Regions from separate parts of the Sus scrofa genome. Here region 2 is linked to region 1. The links are chromatin contacts, called in public Hi-C maps. All regions are on one chromosome and are shown on one strand. Each heading gives the region's core, a stretch centred on a gene start, on an enhancer-like site or on the middle of the called end of the contact. The rest is flanking DNA. Distances are from core to core; before and after follow the strand shown. Region 1 has its middle 420 kb from the start of LMO4. Region 2 holds the start of LMO4 (LIM domain only 4).

Region 1 (6,646 bases), core at 1,774-4,273:
CGTTCCCCCTTCCAGGCGAATGGCTCGCTGCTGTTTGACCAGCAAGGGGTCGCTTGGGTTAGGAGGGAATAGGAGGAGGAGCGAAACACTCCTTGGGGTCTCTTCCCCGAACTTAAAATTCTCCTCCAATTACTAAAATCCTCTACCAATTAGACTGCTTCGTAAACGCCGCTCGTTATTGCTCTTAGCAACTCCTGCCTCTCCCCCCACCCCCGAAAGTCCTGTTGGTGGGGGTGGGATGGGGGGACAGGACGAAGGCCTCTTGGTTTAAGCCAGGTGTGACACAGGAGCTGCAAAAATGACACTTCTGCCTCCGTTCTGCTGGGGCAAGTTGAAACCTCAAGCCTCGAAACTAAAGAAATAACATCAAAGCCCTGAAAAGGATACAAAAGACTCTCTTTGGGGCCTTAAATAATAATAACAAAAAAGTTTTAGATCATGCTATTCACAGGGTGCTGCTCTTTTTTTTTGGTCTTTTTCTGGGGCTGCTCCCGCGGCATATGGAGGTTCCCAGGCTAGGGGTCAAATCGGAGCTGCAGCTCCCGGCCTACGCCAGAGCCACAGCAACGCGGGATCCAGTCCTCGTCTGCGACCTACCCCACAGCTCACGGCAACACCGGATCCTTAACCCACGGAGCGAGGCCAGGGATCAAACCCGCAACCTCATGGTTCCTAGTCGGATTCGCTAACCACTGAGCCATGATGGGAACTCCCAGAGCGCTGCTCTTGGCTCTTCTCCTGTACCCTCCGTGAATGCCACTGATGACCCACACATCAACACGGAAATGAATGCTTCCTGTGTTCTCAACCTCCTGCTGTACTCTTCATTTCCTATGTGCGTGGTGCTCCGACCACCTAACGTAATCTACAGTATGCACCGGGGCCGAGTCCCTAGAGTTCTTAAGAAGTTTCCTAAAGAGGTGCTAATTTTCTGCACCAGATTTTTGCTTTGAAGGATATTTACGAAGGTGTTTCCCGCCACGTTTTATGTGATGGCTGTGTCACCCACACCTTGATTTCTTCACGGTGCTCCAGATATTCCACATGACCCCTTAGATACCGTGCAACTCTTTCATCTATGGATAACCGTTGATTTATAGATATTAGACATGAGGATTTGAGCTCTCAGTTAGATTGGAGCTGGCAGTTAGAGGGAAATGGGAACGGTGGGGAAAGAAGATTTAAACATGCATGGAGTTGAGCATGGCTGACAAATTTATGGAGATAATTTTGAAATAAGTACATTCATTCATTCATTCAATATTTATTCAACACATATTTATTGAGCGTTTACTATTATTGTGTATTGAGTGCCAGGCACTATGTTAGCTGTTGAAATTCAGCGGGAAAAGAAACAGACGTGCTCCCTGGCTTTATGAGTTCGGGACATTGGCCTCAGCAGCAGGAAGACCAAGTTTTTGAATTCTTGAATGAAACATTGCTGTAGAATTGCTATAGAATCCCGAAAGTCTAATCTAAATATGAAACAATAGGGCAGGGAGCATATAAGAAGTGTATTTCAAATGAATGGCTAAAAAACCACATTATTCAAAGTTTGAGCTGAGAAGCACCTTAAAGATGAACTTCCCAGCCTCCCCGTTAACCGTGATGAAAGTCCTGTTTATGTCGCACGTGGTTAATTGCCGAGCTGAATCCAGAACCCGCATCTCTGGACGCGCAGGAAAGTACCTATCGAATGAGGGCTCTCTGAATATTTGTCTCGTAGAATTCCACCAGGGAGTGTACAAAGGAAAAAGTGCCAGGCTCTGAAGTGTGCCCTCACCCCCACTGGCATGCGGGACCCTTAACCTCCAGCACATCAGAAGGGGACCTTACACGGAAATAGATCTCCTTTAGACGAAATTCACGAAAGTAAGATGAAGTGGTGCTGGCATAGCGTGGGGCCCTAACTCAGCACGTCTGATATCCTTGTATAAAGAAGTCATTTGGAATCTGACCTGTACAAACACACACACACACTGCGGTATAAGAACTGGAGTTACACTGTCAAAAACCAGAGAGCTCCCAGAAGCTAAGAGAGGCCTGAGAGAGGTCCTTCTCTGCTGCCTTCAGAGGAAGCAAGAATCTGCTGACCCTTTGATCTCAGATGTATAACCTCGAGAACTGAGACGACAAATTTCTGTTCAGTCATAGTTTGTGACGCTTCCTCACACAAATTACGAAGCTATCGTAGAGCACAGCTCCACGAAAGGTCTACTCCGCTTTTGCGTCTTCGTTCCTTTACTTACTCATCAAATCAAATTTATTGAGCACCTGCTACGTGCGAAGCACTACACAAAACCCTGGGAAAACAAAGATGACAAAGACCGGATCACCATCTTCGAAAAGCACATGAATATTCCAGAGCGTTAAATAATTCTATCATTGGGTCCCTCCCACCCCAATCTGGGATCCACTTCCATCTGTGTGAGTCTTTCCCCATAAGGATGATTTATTCCTCCAATCGACTCCGAAAGACTAGACTCCACTTCTGTCTCAGGCCCAGGCTCTTCCCTGGAATTATATGAACATGTGGCTTTCCCAGGAGTAGTAACTGTCTCCAGCCAGTGAGTCATGGGCTGGGGGTGGAAGCCAGGCCAGTGACAGTCCCTCAGCGTGCTATTAACCAAGCAGCTCAAATCCACCCACCAGAGGAGCACAGCGAGGCCACCCCCGAGTCCCTGTCATGCTTTACCAGGGCTATAAAGGGAGTATTTAAAATTTTAAAGTTTTCCAATGAAATATACAAAAGTTGGTTATTTAGCAGTTTATCAACTTTACCCTTCTGTGGCAAAGGGAATCGACAGTGAAATTGCTCAAAGGCGGCTTCAAAACTCCTTTCTGCCATTTTATTGCAACTTTAAAGAGGGCGAAAAACAAGTCCCGCAGTAGGTCCCTGGCCGGCTCTGCCGCTGCCCCTCCGAGGGCACGTTTGCGCTTCTCCAGCTGGTGCTGCTGGAGTCAGTCCCTTTGGGCCCTGGCTGGGACCACATGGCCGGTCAGCCTTCCAGGGCTGTGTCTGTGGCAACCAGAAGCCAGAGGAAAGCTCTGGCTGTGTAACCATCACTCAGGGCCCCTGCCTCACCGTCCCTGTCGCCTCTCCCCGTGTCCCCAAAGCTTCCTGGCCCCGCTGACCCAGCGGCTGCTTTCCTGGAAAGGACAGTGAGAACGAATTCAAGAGGAATACCAGGCGTGCAAAGGTGCTGTGTGCCCTTCAGTCCTTTCTCCTGCTGAGGAAGGGAGGAGCCCCACCTGCGCGGGGAGGGGGCACCACCAGACTTCGCCTGAATCCTAAGGAGCATCCATGCTGCTTGCGCTTCTAGAAACCCCGCTGGGAAAGGCCTGAAAGATGAACTTCTAAGTGAGTTAATGAGGGTCTTATTGTCCGTGGGTTTTAGTTCAGTTGCCCTTTTTTAAACTTGAGGCCAGCCTCCTTTAAATTTCACCTTTTTAGCCGGAAAAATTAAGTGTGGGTTCATAACGTCCAGAGCAGCCCTTTCAAATGGTAGAGCAGGAGCCAAGAGGCCTTGAACTCCAGAGCTCTCGTTAGGGCCTCTTGGCCCTTTTGCATTTCTGTTTTACTGTCTCTTCTCCCTGGGGAGCTGAACTAGTCCCTCCTACCCACCCCCACCCCGGTTTCTATAGGGCTGCCTGGAATTAAGCCTCTGCCTCGGCGGGTACCATCCTGTACCTGCTTGTCCATGCGGGGCAATGGCAGCAACTACAACCACACCCGGAGAGAAGGGGACCCCAAGTGGGCTGCAGGGAGACATCCACATTCCAGCAAGTGGCTATGAGATGGCCGAGAGGCAAGAACACGAAGGAACCATTTGTCATCGGAATTGTGTCTTCATTCACTTATTTATTCGAAAGTGTCTATCGAGCACATACTGTGTGTCAGGTGCACATGCCTCTAGGGATGGGGCTGTGGCCCAGAAACGGACTCTCACATCCGCACAGAGCTCACGGTTTGATGAGAGGGAGGCAGCCGACAAATGATGATGTAAATTAATGAATTAAAAGTACAAGCGTCACTGCTGAGAAGGATAATTATTAGTGCTAGGTGGGCAGCCAAAGAGCCAGTGGTACCGAGTCCGGGCGGGAGGTTGTGGTGAGAGGGTCTCAGGCCTGCCTGAGAAAGTAATTACGGAACGAAGACGTAAAGACACTGTAGGAATCCGTTGAACAGCGAGAGGTGGATGTGGGCATGGGAACAGGGTAGGGGCATTCCAAGCAGAGTGTGGAGAGAGGTCAAACATCCTTTGTCAAAGGGAGAAGCACGCAGGTCAGGAACTCACCTGAACGCCTGCAGAGAAAGGGGTGAAATGAAGCTGGAGTGGTTGGCGGGAGGCAGCCCGTCCGGGCAGGGATTGGCAGACCCTATGAAAGCTCTGGAAGCCGTCCAAGGAGCAAGGAAGAGCCACGGAGCGCCTTCAAGCAGGGAGAGGAGCATGAGGAGAAAACCACTGCTCCTGCCAAGTCCACATAGAATTAGCTGCAACCTGTGAAAACTTCATGCTACCGCCTTACTCCCCTCCGAGCCCAGAGCCCCATCTAAACCCCAGGTAACCCCAGTTTACCCTGGGAATCCTAAAGGCTCCAACTAATCCTGTTTCCTTGCACAGTGATCGCACAACTTCATGTTTCCCAGCAAAGGGGGTGGCACGTCGCTCTTTAAAAATCCAGCAATTTGGACGGCCCACCTCGCAAGATTAGCAACTAATAAGAGATTTCGAAAAGCATGCGTTCCATTTGGAACACCTCAGCAGAGCCACCTGCTAAAGGACTAAGTACAACGTTTTTCAATACATTTCTAATTTACCTCACTATCTATCCCCAGCTTCTAACTCAGCATGGACTCTCTAGACTATCAAATTATCAACAGTGATAGTAATAGAATGTAAGTTGTTTACTTTCGGAAAGAATGGGCTGATTCATACCAGCAGAGCAATAACCACACTTGCATGTTACTGGCCAAGAAACCCTGGCTATTACCCAAATTGGGGTAAATCACACCACAAAACACATGTTAATTTTGGCCGCCCCTCCTCACTTAACGAAATGTTTATTTCACATTATCTGAGCTCCCTGCATTCATTTTCTCTGCTCTTCAGCGCAGTGGCGTCGGAGGGGCTCCTTTCAAAACCTGAGTCCTCTCCGAGCCGTTTGGTCTGGTTCAGAGCTTTCCATCGTCCTGGGCTGAGGACGGAACTCTGCTTCACCCCCATGAGCCAGACGCCCGGGCCCTGTGCGGTTCAGCCCCCTGGCGCCGTGCTGCCCATCCCCTTCTGTGCCCGCGCTCCGGGGGTGTGTGTATGTGTGCGCGTGAGTGCTGTGGATGCGCCAGCCCCATCCTCAAGGTGAGTGTGGGCTGGTGAGAGCGGTCCCGTTACAGTGTGTGGATTCCCTGAAAGCTGCATAAGTGGGCCGCTTTTCACCGAGCCAGGGCAGAATCCCCACCAAGCTTGGATGCCCAACGTTTACTCCAGGCTCCTAAGATCTGGGAGGTCTTTCTGGATCTGGCGTCATCTAACAGGCAGCTCAGGAGCGACAGCCACACAATTGAAAACTTCATATGTGTTCGGATCCTGGCTCCTCCTTTTTTTTTTTTTTTTTTCCTTCTACGGGAAGCTCGTTTTCCAAATTATACTGTGAGCTCCTTGAAGGCAAAATCATTCCTTCCACTCGCATCTCCTGAACATCATCCATGCAGGGCTGGCCCCGTGGCGTGTGCTGCTAAATAGATGACGACCAATTAATAGGAGAGTCAATCCTTACCTCGGAGAGCGGGGGGGAGGGGAGCGAGTGGGAAAAGTGCTGGGTCTTCCCCTCCACCGGGTGAGAGGCGTGGCTATGTGGGACAGGCTGGCACCAAGACAGGGCTTTATTGGTGCTTAATTCTTTTTTCCAATTTAACAGTGATAATGATATAATGACTATATGATTTAATTGGCAGGTACGAGCCAGAAAAAGACCTCACTAACTCACACTAATGAGAAGGAGGCCCATTGCAGTCCGACTGAGGTTGCGCTTAGTAATTGATTTTCTATTTTTAAACCATGTGCTGAGCGCGCTCTTGCCAACATACACACGAGTTGACTGCAACACAGAATACACTTTGTTCTTTCATTTTGTCAAGTGTAGTTGCCTTTTAATTATTTATGATAATACTTAATAGTATATTAGTAACTGTCCTGCCGTGTGGCATGTAAAAATAATGAAGTCTTAGTAATGTGAGAACATGATAGAGCTCTCAGCTATTAAATCTTTGCTGCGAAGTGACGTGAGACTGGGGGTTCTTTGTGAGAATGGGGGGCTTGCAGATTAGGGAAGTGAAAATTAGCAAAGTTTTTCAACATCATAGTTTTGAAGTAGAGATGGCGATATTTTAAAATACATTGAACACGACTAATATGTTTGAATAAGACAAACACGTTAAGATACATGTTTCTTTTATGGAGGCTGCTTTGGAGATATTAAGACTTCATACAAAAATAGGCCTCGGCTGCTTTTCTACTTGGTGGCAGACTTTTCTATACTTTATTTTCACTTCTGACTCCCACAAAACACATTCTATCTCCAGATTATTAAGAATAATTTGAGCATGTGAAGGTTTTTTAAATTTCAAATGAATCTTTCTTATGGT
Region 2 (7,221 bases), core at 2,735-5,234, 420 kb after region 1:
CCCGATCCCGCCCCGGGCCCCCACCCCCGGCCGCGCCGCGCTGCCCGCGGCTGCGGGCGCCACGTGAGCCGCCCGGGAGCCCCGGCGACCCAGGCCCGGCCCCCGCCCTGCGCTCGCCCCCTCGCGGCCCGCGCGCCCCGACCGCGGCCTGGCCCGACCGAGCTCCGGCGGCCGAGCACCGCCACCCGGGCTGCCTGGGCCCCACCGGTCGGTCCCCGAACTTCCTCCCCCGGCCGCACTTTCCGCGCCAGCCTCCAGCCCGAGGCGGGGCGCAGGGGGGAGGATTCGAAGAAAGAGAAACGGAGTTTCTGGAGCTACTCGGAGGCGCTGGGGGCCGGGGGTGGGGGGAGCTGGGGGGGGCGCAACGGCGGGGGCGGCGGTCAAGGTTCGCGGACTTTGGAAGCGGCCGAAGGCGCGGGGGGCCGGGCAGCCGGGGGCCCCTTTAAGGTCCTCCCGTCCCTGCTTCTCCCCTCCCCCCAGGCTCTCCCTCCCTCTCTTAGAGGCCAATTTTGTTAATTAAATGTTTTGTTTGCGACGCAGCTCTCATTCACTGCGGACACGTCATTCGGAGCAGATCTAAGCCAGAGACCAGATCTCATTAGATAAAGCCCATCAGAACTAAGAAAATGGAGGAGCCACTAATTAAAGCTTTTAATTGTGCGGATTCGCTGCAGCAAGGCGGCCGCTTTATCTGAAATCTTGGAGGGAGAAGAGGCAGAAGCCCAGCTCTACCCCATGGACACTTGGTCGCGCAGGGGGAAGGGCCTGGGGGAAAGCAGCACCCACCGCCCCCCCAACTCCCCCCACCCCAGCCCGGGCCTCCCCAGCTCTCCCGAAGCTTTTTAGCCAGACCTTGGTTGTATTCAGAAAACCACAACCTCAAAGGCAGACAGTTTAAAAGCCCCTTAATAAATCGCTCTGTGGTCCCAGCTGGGGCCGAAGGGTCCCTTCACCTGGCGGCCGGCGGGCGGATTAGCCGCAATCCTCGGCTGCCGCCCTGGTCCCCGTCCCCGCAGAACTGAAAGCTCCTCCAACAAGTGGACTGAGCGGAGACTGGGGGGGGGGGGGGGGGCCTCCCCACCCTTCTGGAATCTGGGAAGGCAGAGGAAGGACCCCTGAAGGAAGACTTCTGCGACATCCCTTAAACTTGGGGGGCGGGGCGGGGATCCGCTGCTGAGCCCTGAGCAGTGAGAGGGGATCACTTTGGTGCTGAGAGAGAACTCGTCTCAACTGGACAGACCTAAGGTCTCAGGCAGCCTGGGTGCAAGAGCAAGCCTATAGCTCCAGTTTTCCAAATCGGGGGGAAGAGCAAGGAGGGGAGACTATGGACCCAATTAATTAAGGCTTGGAGCTGGGCACTCAGCCTCCATTGCGCCATTCAGGCACCAGAAGACACCAAATGGGCATTTGTATTTGTTCCCAAGAAGAAGGAAAGGAATGGAGGTGATTCCCAGGAAGCCACTTGCCTCAACTCGTCTTGAGGGAATACAAGTGGACCCGTCTTCTTTTTAATGAGTGGTAATCAGAGGCGAAGGTTTTCTGAGGCACCAGGAGAAGATAGGAATCTCCCATTCACCGCTTCTGAACAGCACGGCCAGGTTTTCCCCTTGAAACCACCCTCCTTCTTACCCCAGTTCTGCTCTCTATTTAATTACAATACTGTCAAAGCCCATGGCATGGCTTGGAAGGAGCACCAGAAAGCATTACAGCCACGCTCCTGCGGAGTTTCCAACGTGTACTTCTCCAAGAACACTTAGTGAAATTAATGCTGCCATCTTAATTTAAAAATAAAAGCCCTTTCCCTTCCTATATTTCTTTTATTTGGCTGATTGAAGATGCCGGCAACGAGGACACAGGTTGCGTTACTGGAAGAACCAAATGTCATCTTATTCCGTCATTTTACATTAATGATGTGGCTGCGTAAACACTGCCATAGTCAGCCCCGAACTGCTCTAGGATCCTTTGCAGTTTGATTCGTAGAGTGAGGGAATCACGATGGAGCTGAACTTTGAACAAAATGCCTCATCCACTGATTCAGCCGCGTTGAAGAAAGAGCCAAATTTTCTACCCTCTATGAAGCAAAGGGTTGAGGGCAGAAATTTACATAGAACGCAATTCTTAAAGGGAGCGTTCTCTAGTATCCACCGTATGCGTGTGGTTTTTTTTTTTTTTAATTACTGGATGTTGAAACAGAACACCTCCTAGAAGCATTCATGTGCATCAGTCTATCAAACCATTTACTCAAATTAAATGTGTAATCCTTCAAATGCCTCCTTTCAAATTAATGAGTTTAAGTAGCTTGAGTTCACCTGAAAAGATCCTATAGGCACCTGACCTCCTGAATTCCTTCCATTAATTGCACTGAAACTTGTTGGAAAAGACTGCTTACACGGGCGTATGAATGTTCCTATACATTGCTTTAAAATGCACGATTAGTATAATTCTATAGCCTCTTTTCCTAAATCTCTTTTGGGGATCAAGGGTAGTGATACAAATGACAACAACAAAAACCCCCAAATCTGAACATTCCTCAGTTGAAAGCACTGCAAATTCTACATCTCAAACCACACACTAACACTGGGCGCTGCAGGCCTCCGAGTAACAGTATAGAAAGAGGGTTATGACCATGAAGTGCTCTTTTTTTTTTTTTTTTTTCCTGGTTCGGGTTACTTTGCTATAAGAAGAATTACAAGTCTTTAAGCTGATGGCTAATCAGCATTTTTCACCAGGAGCACAAAGAATGAGTCACAGTTTTCCACTCAAATAAAGTTTAAAGGTGCTTATGTAAATATCATCATTAGCCAGCATCACAGGCAAATCATTTCTCACTAACTACACTTGTTTTTAAGTCAATCTTTTGTCCCTTTAAGAAAGCAGCTTCACTCCCCCTGGCAATGTTTATTTTTAGTGGAAGGTCCAACTGGGGCCGACCCCTTTAAATCCTGCTCCCAAGAATGGCCCAACCTTTGCACACCTAGCTGCCCAGTCCCACCACATGGGCGGTTTTAGTATGGCATTCGCCATTAACTTGCCATGAAAAACTGGAAGATTAACACATGCCTTTTTTAACCCCTTAAATTTCGGCCAACCAGGTTTTCGAGGTGAAGGCTACGCTGTACCCTCCCAGGTGCCCGGCTCCTTTCCTCAAAGCCCTCGGTAACCTCTGGCCTTGCCGTCGCTCTGCCGGCCCGGGTCGGGGACAGGCAGCCAAGCCTTACCTAATGTAGTCATTTCTGCAAAGGATCATGCCGCTCTTGGTGTAACAGGACGTGCCGATGTCGCCCAGCTGCGCCTGGCAGCAGGAGCACTTGAGGCACCGGCTGTGCCAGTAGCTGTCCATGGCATAGAGCAGAAAGCGGTCCGCGATCTTGCCCCCGCAGCCTGCGCACCGCTTCCAGGAGAGGGAGCCGGCCGTCACCGGGGGCGGCTGGGAGCTGCTGCCCGGGTTCACCATGGTCTGCAGAGGGCGGGAAGGGGCCAGGGAGAGAAAGAACAGGGCGATGCAAAAGTTAGTAATCGCCGCGCCGCAGCGAACCCGGTCCCCCCACGTCTGCTGGAAGGAAGCAGCAGGGCCGGGGCGGGAAGGACGACGAGGGGAGAGGGAAGGGGGAGGCTGGCGGGCGGCAGCCGCCTGTTTACTTTTCTCAAGCTTTGTTCTGGGGCCACGAGCTCCTCTCAACTTTCCAGCGCTCGCCGCCGCTGACAATCCCAGCTCGGGTACTGTCAAAACTCCGGGAGCGAGGCTCCGCCGCGCGCTCCACCCCTCGCGGCGCCGCCCCCGCCCCGCCCCCGCCCCCCGCCCCCCCCCCCCCCGCCGCCGCCGCCGCCCGCAGCAAACGAGGGGCGAACCCACCCACCGCCGCGCCCGGCCCCTCCCCGGGCCCCGCCGAGGGGCGCGGGGAGGCGGCCCCCGCCGGAGCCACGTTCCCGGCCCTGCGCTGCCTCGGGAGGTGCAGCTGCAGTTCCCAAGTTGGAAAGAGTTGGGCTTCCAGAAAGGGAAGGGAGGAACCCGCCGAGGGGAGAAGGGGAGCTGGGGGTGGGAGGGGAGCCGAGGGGACCGGAGCGGGGGGTGCGCTGTGTAAAGTTGCGAAACTGGTTTTTCGTATTTTAAACAGCACCTTTCACATGCCATTGTGGTGACCGCCATCTCCCATTATTGTTCCAAATCTCATTTCATTTTGAAGATCAATGAATGTTTTCTCTGGGTTTTCGGGACACAGGCAAGAATAATAGATCATTGAACTTTAGGATGCCTGTTAACTTCCTAGACAAACACTCTCCACTTCGGTCCCACTAATCTGCCCTTGATCAGCAATTTAAATGCTAAAGCTTTGTTCCTCCAAAGGGGGGGGGGGCAGATAATATGCGAGAAGCCAGTTAAAAGATGCACAAGTTATATCCAAGCCAGCCCTGCTGTCACCAAAAACTGCTTTTAGAAATTCCCCACTCTTCCTAATGAATGTCACGAGAGAAGCAACTGGGGGATAATATAGGAATCAATTTATAAAGCTTAGCCTAAACCGATTAATTTGTTGCCTCCAATCCCGAGTCCAATAAAGTCCTAGTGTTCCTCCAGTCACTTATTCTATAAAAAGATCAAGTTATTTACTGCCAATTAAGCAGCCTGTTTTGTCTTTGTCCTCTGCAAGCCGAGAGTGCGGGCTCCCCCCAGGCTCCGGCTATCTGCTCAAGACGTTCAGCTGACACCTCAGAAGGGAGAGAGCGAACTTTGCCTGTCCCCGGCCCAACTTGGCTGCTGGAAGGAAAAAAAAAAAAAAAAAAAAAACACGAGGGGAAGGGAACGAAACAAGGACTCGGGTTCCTTAAATAGGCCGATTTTAAACACATTTCCTCCGAAAGAGTCCCGGAACGTGTGTCCAGTGACCGCACAATAAACCAGAATAAGAACTGCACCAATTAAGCTGTAACAAAACCCTGAGACTTTGGAAAGGGGACCACTCTAAAACCCATTAGCATTGCATTTATCCGAATGCATCATACCTTTATGTAAATTGATTTATCTGATGCATTTACTCGAGGAATTGCTTTTTGTTACAATTTCAGCCCTAACCCAAATGAATCTGCATTTCCTGCCCTAGGTCTTTAAACTGTGCGGGCCCCCCCCTCCACGTTTTAATCGCACTGAATTCCTTTTTAAAAGAGGAGAGGGAGGGAGGGGAGGTGCCGAGCTCTCCCCCGCCCCCATCTTTGGTGAGAGGTAAATATATATGTATATTTTTTTTTGAAAAGGAAACATTACACTGAGAAAAGCATCCAGTAACCCCATTAGCTAAAGCTCTTAAGGACAAGCAATACCTTAATGCTGATTAAATCTAAAAGAGATGAATCAAGAGGACTGACCAGAAACTGACTCCCCTGATAACTCAGGACGGGCCCTCATCAAGTTTCATTTAGAGTTGGAAAAAAAAAAAAAAGGAAGCTTTTAAGTTAAATAGGCTTATACTCTAGTAATTACATAGCCAAGCAATTTAGGTCCTGGGATAGTCAGTGAAATAGAAAGCAGAACTGGCAGCTAGAGGCAAGAACCGCCCCCCCCCCCAACAACGTCTCTGGTGTTTTTTAATGGAGACCGAGGGAGGGACAGACGTAGCGCTGGCAATTTGTAGTACAAAAATGGATGCTTAATTCATGTCTTGATTTTAATTAGGTGATTCACCAGATTTCTCCTGGATTGGAACAAAAGACTTATAAGCCAAGAGGATTTTTTTTTTTTTTTAAAGAACCAGCAATGCCGAATCCTGCTCACTTAGGTCCTTTCTGCCACTGTTTCAAAAATAGTGTTTACGGCGGCGGCGGCGGGGGGGGGGGGGTCGTGACTATTTCCCCCGCACGACTTCCCAGAGCCAGACCCTTCAAGCACCTCCTGCCTGGCCTCTCGGAACTGAAAGTACCCCACCCCCTCCCGGGTCCCCACCAGCCGGGTCTCGGAGAAGAACCCTTTTGTAAGCAGGAACCGCTACAAAGCTGGCGGCCCGGGGCTGCCTCGGCGCTGGCTCGCAGGCCGGCCTCGCTAGTTTCAGACTCGCGCATTATCGAAGCCGACGTATTGTTTACTTGCAATTTGGGACGCTCAAGGGAAGGAAGCCAAAGGAAACAGCCCTGGCCCCGATCGGGCCCCTCGCCCCGGTCCCCCCTCCCTGCCCGCGGCTCCCCGGCCGTCCCCTTACCTGCTTTTCCCCTATATTGCAAGACTGCGCGAGGCGGCGGCGGCGAAATGCGAGCGAAGCCGCTCGGCTTCCGAGGAAGGGGCGCCGGGGCTGGCGGAGCAGGAGGGAGGGGGTGTCCTCGCAGAGGCAGGAAAGGGGAGGAGGGGGCGAAGGGCTTTTTTTTTTTTTTTTTTTTTTTTTTTTTAACGCGCGGCTCTGGGGCTGGGCTGGGGGGCCCGCGTCAGTGGCAGGCGGCGGGGAGCAGAAGTGTCCGTCTCGGTCCGGGTCGTGCTCCTCGGCGTCCGGCTGGGCGCGAGCAGCCGCAGGAGCCCTCGGGCCGCGGCGCCGCGGCAGCAACTGCTGCAATCGCCGCTGCAAGTTTGGCAATGTGGCTTCACTTTGTATATCCCCGCCCGGCGGCCCCCGCCCCGCCCGCCCGCGCGCCTCCGCTGCTCCTCCTCCTCCTCCGCCTGCCTCCCTCCCGCGCGCCCGCTCGCTCGGGGCGGCCGGCGGCGGCGGCGGCGGGCGCTCGGCCGGGCTTCCTGCACCTCCGGCCGGGGGGCGGCCGCGGACACCTCGGCCCCGGGAGCGGCGGCGGCGGCGGCGGCCGGGGCGGCGGCCGGGAGGCGGGGAGCTGGGCGGCGGGGCCCGGAGCGCCCGAGCCTGCGCCGCGGCCGGGGCGGCTGCCGGGGCGGCTGTGCCCGGCTCGGAGGCGGCGGCGGCGGCGGCGGCGGCGGCGGTGGTGGCGGCGGCGGCGGCGGCGGCGGCGGCGGGCGGGCCTCTAGCCGGCTCGCGGGCTCCCGGCGCGGCTCTTCCCCATGTGTTACTGACGGAGCAGAATCCCAACTGCTCCCGGCTCTGCCGCCGACGTCAGCGACCCTCAGCCACTGGGCGGCCGGATTGTTGAGGCGGAATAATAAAACCTGCCAATCGGGGCCGGGACAAAGGATGACTGAAACCAGACTCCGGGGCGGGGGCCGGCGTCGGGCGGCGGAGCGGGCCGAGGGAGGAGCGGCCTCGGCCCCGATCTGGTCCCCGGGCGGCGCCGGGCGGC

Evidence for each region. A called contact is a pair of places that touch in the nucleus more often than the background predicts.
Region 2: a contact with region 1 is called in a Hi-C map of embryonic fibroblasts, with 1.8 times the contacts expected there. The contact joins the promoter of LMO4 here to the enhancer-like site in region 1. A contact is called at or near these places in 3 of 47 Hi-C or Micro-C datasets (adipocytes, embryonic fibroblasts and retroperitoneal adipose tissue) and 1 of 2 datasets of contacts at active chromatin or transcription factors (skeletal muscle).

What each region holds. Positions count from the first base shown.
Region 1 is chr4:128,485,803-128,492,448 of Sscrofa11.1, forward strand. No RefSeq gene overlaps it. Among named protein-coding and RNA genes, the nearest start is that of LMO4, 420 kb to the right of the region's middle. Within about 2 kb of position 3,024, at least 6 of the 83 cell types and tissues checked have an H3K27ac peak or open chromatin away from gene starts, as enhancers often do. A contact at or near this core is called in embryonic fibroblasts, where this site is marked.
Region 2 is chr4:128,904,005-128,911,225 of Sscrofa11.1, forward strand. LMO4 (LIM domain only 4) reads right to left here and starts at 3,985. Exons shown (of 5, transcript NM_001112686.1): 1 at 3,858-3,985; 2 at 3,219-3,457. The coding sequence starts at 3,454.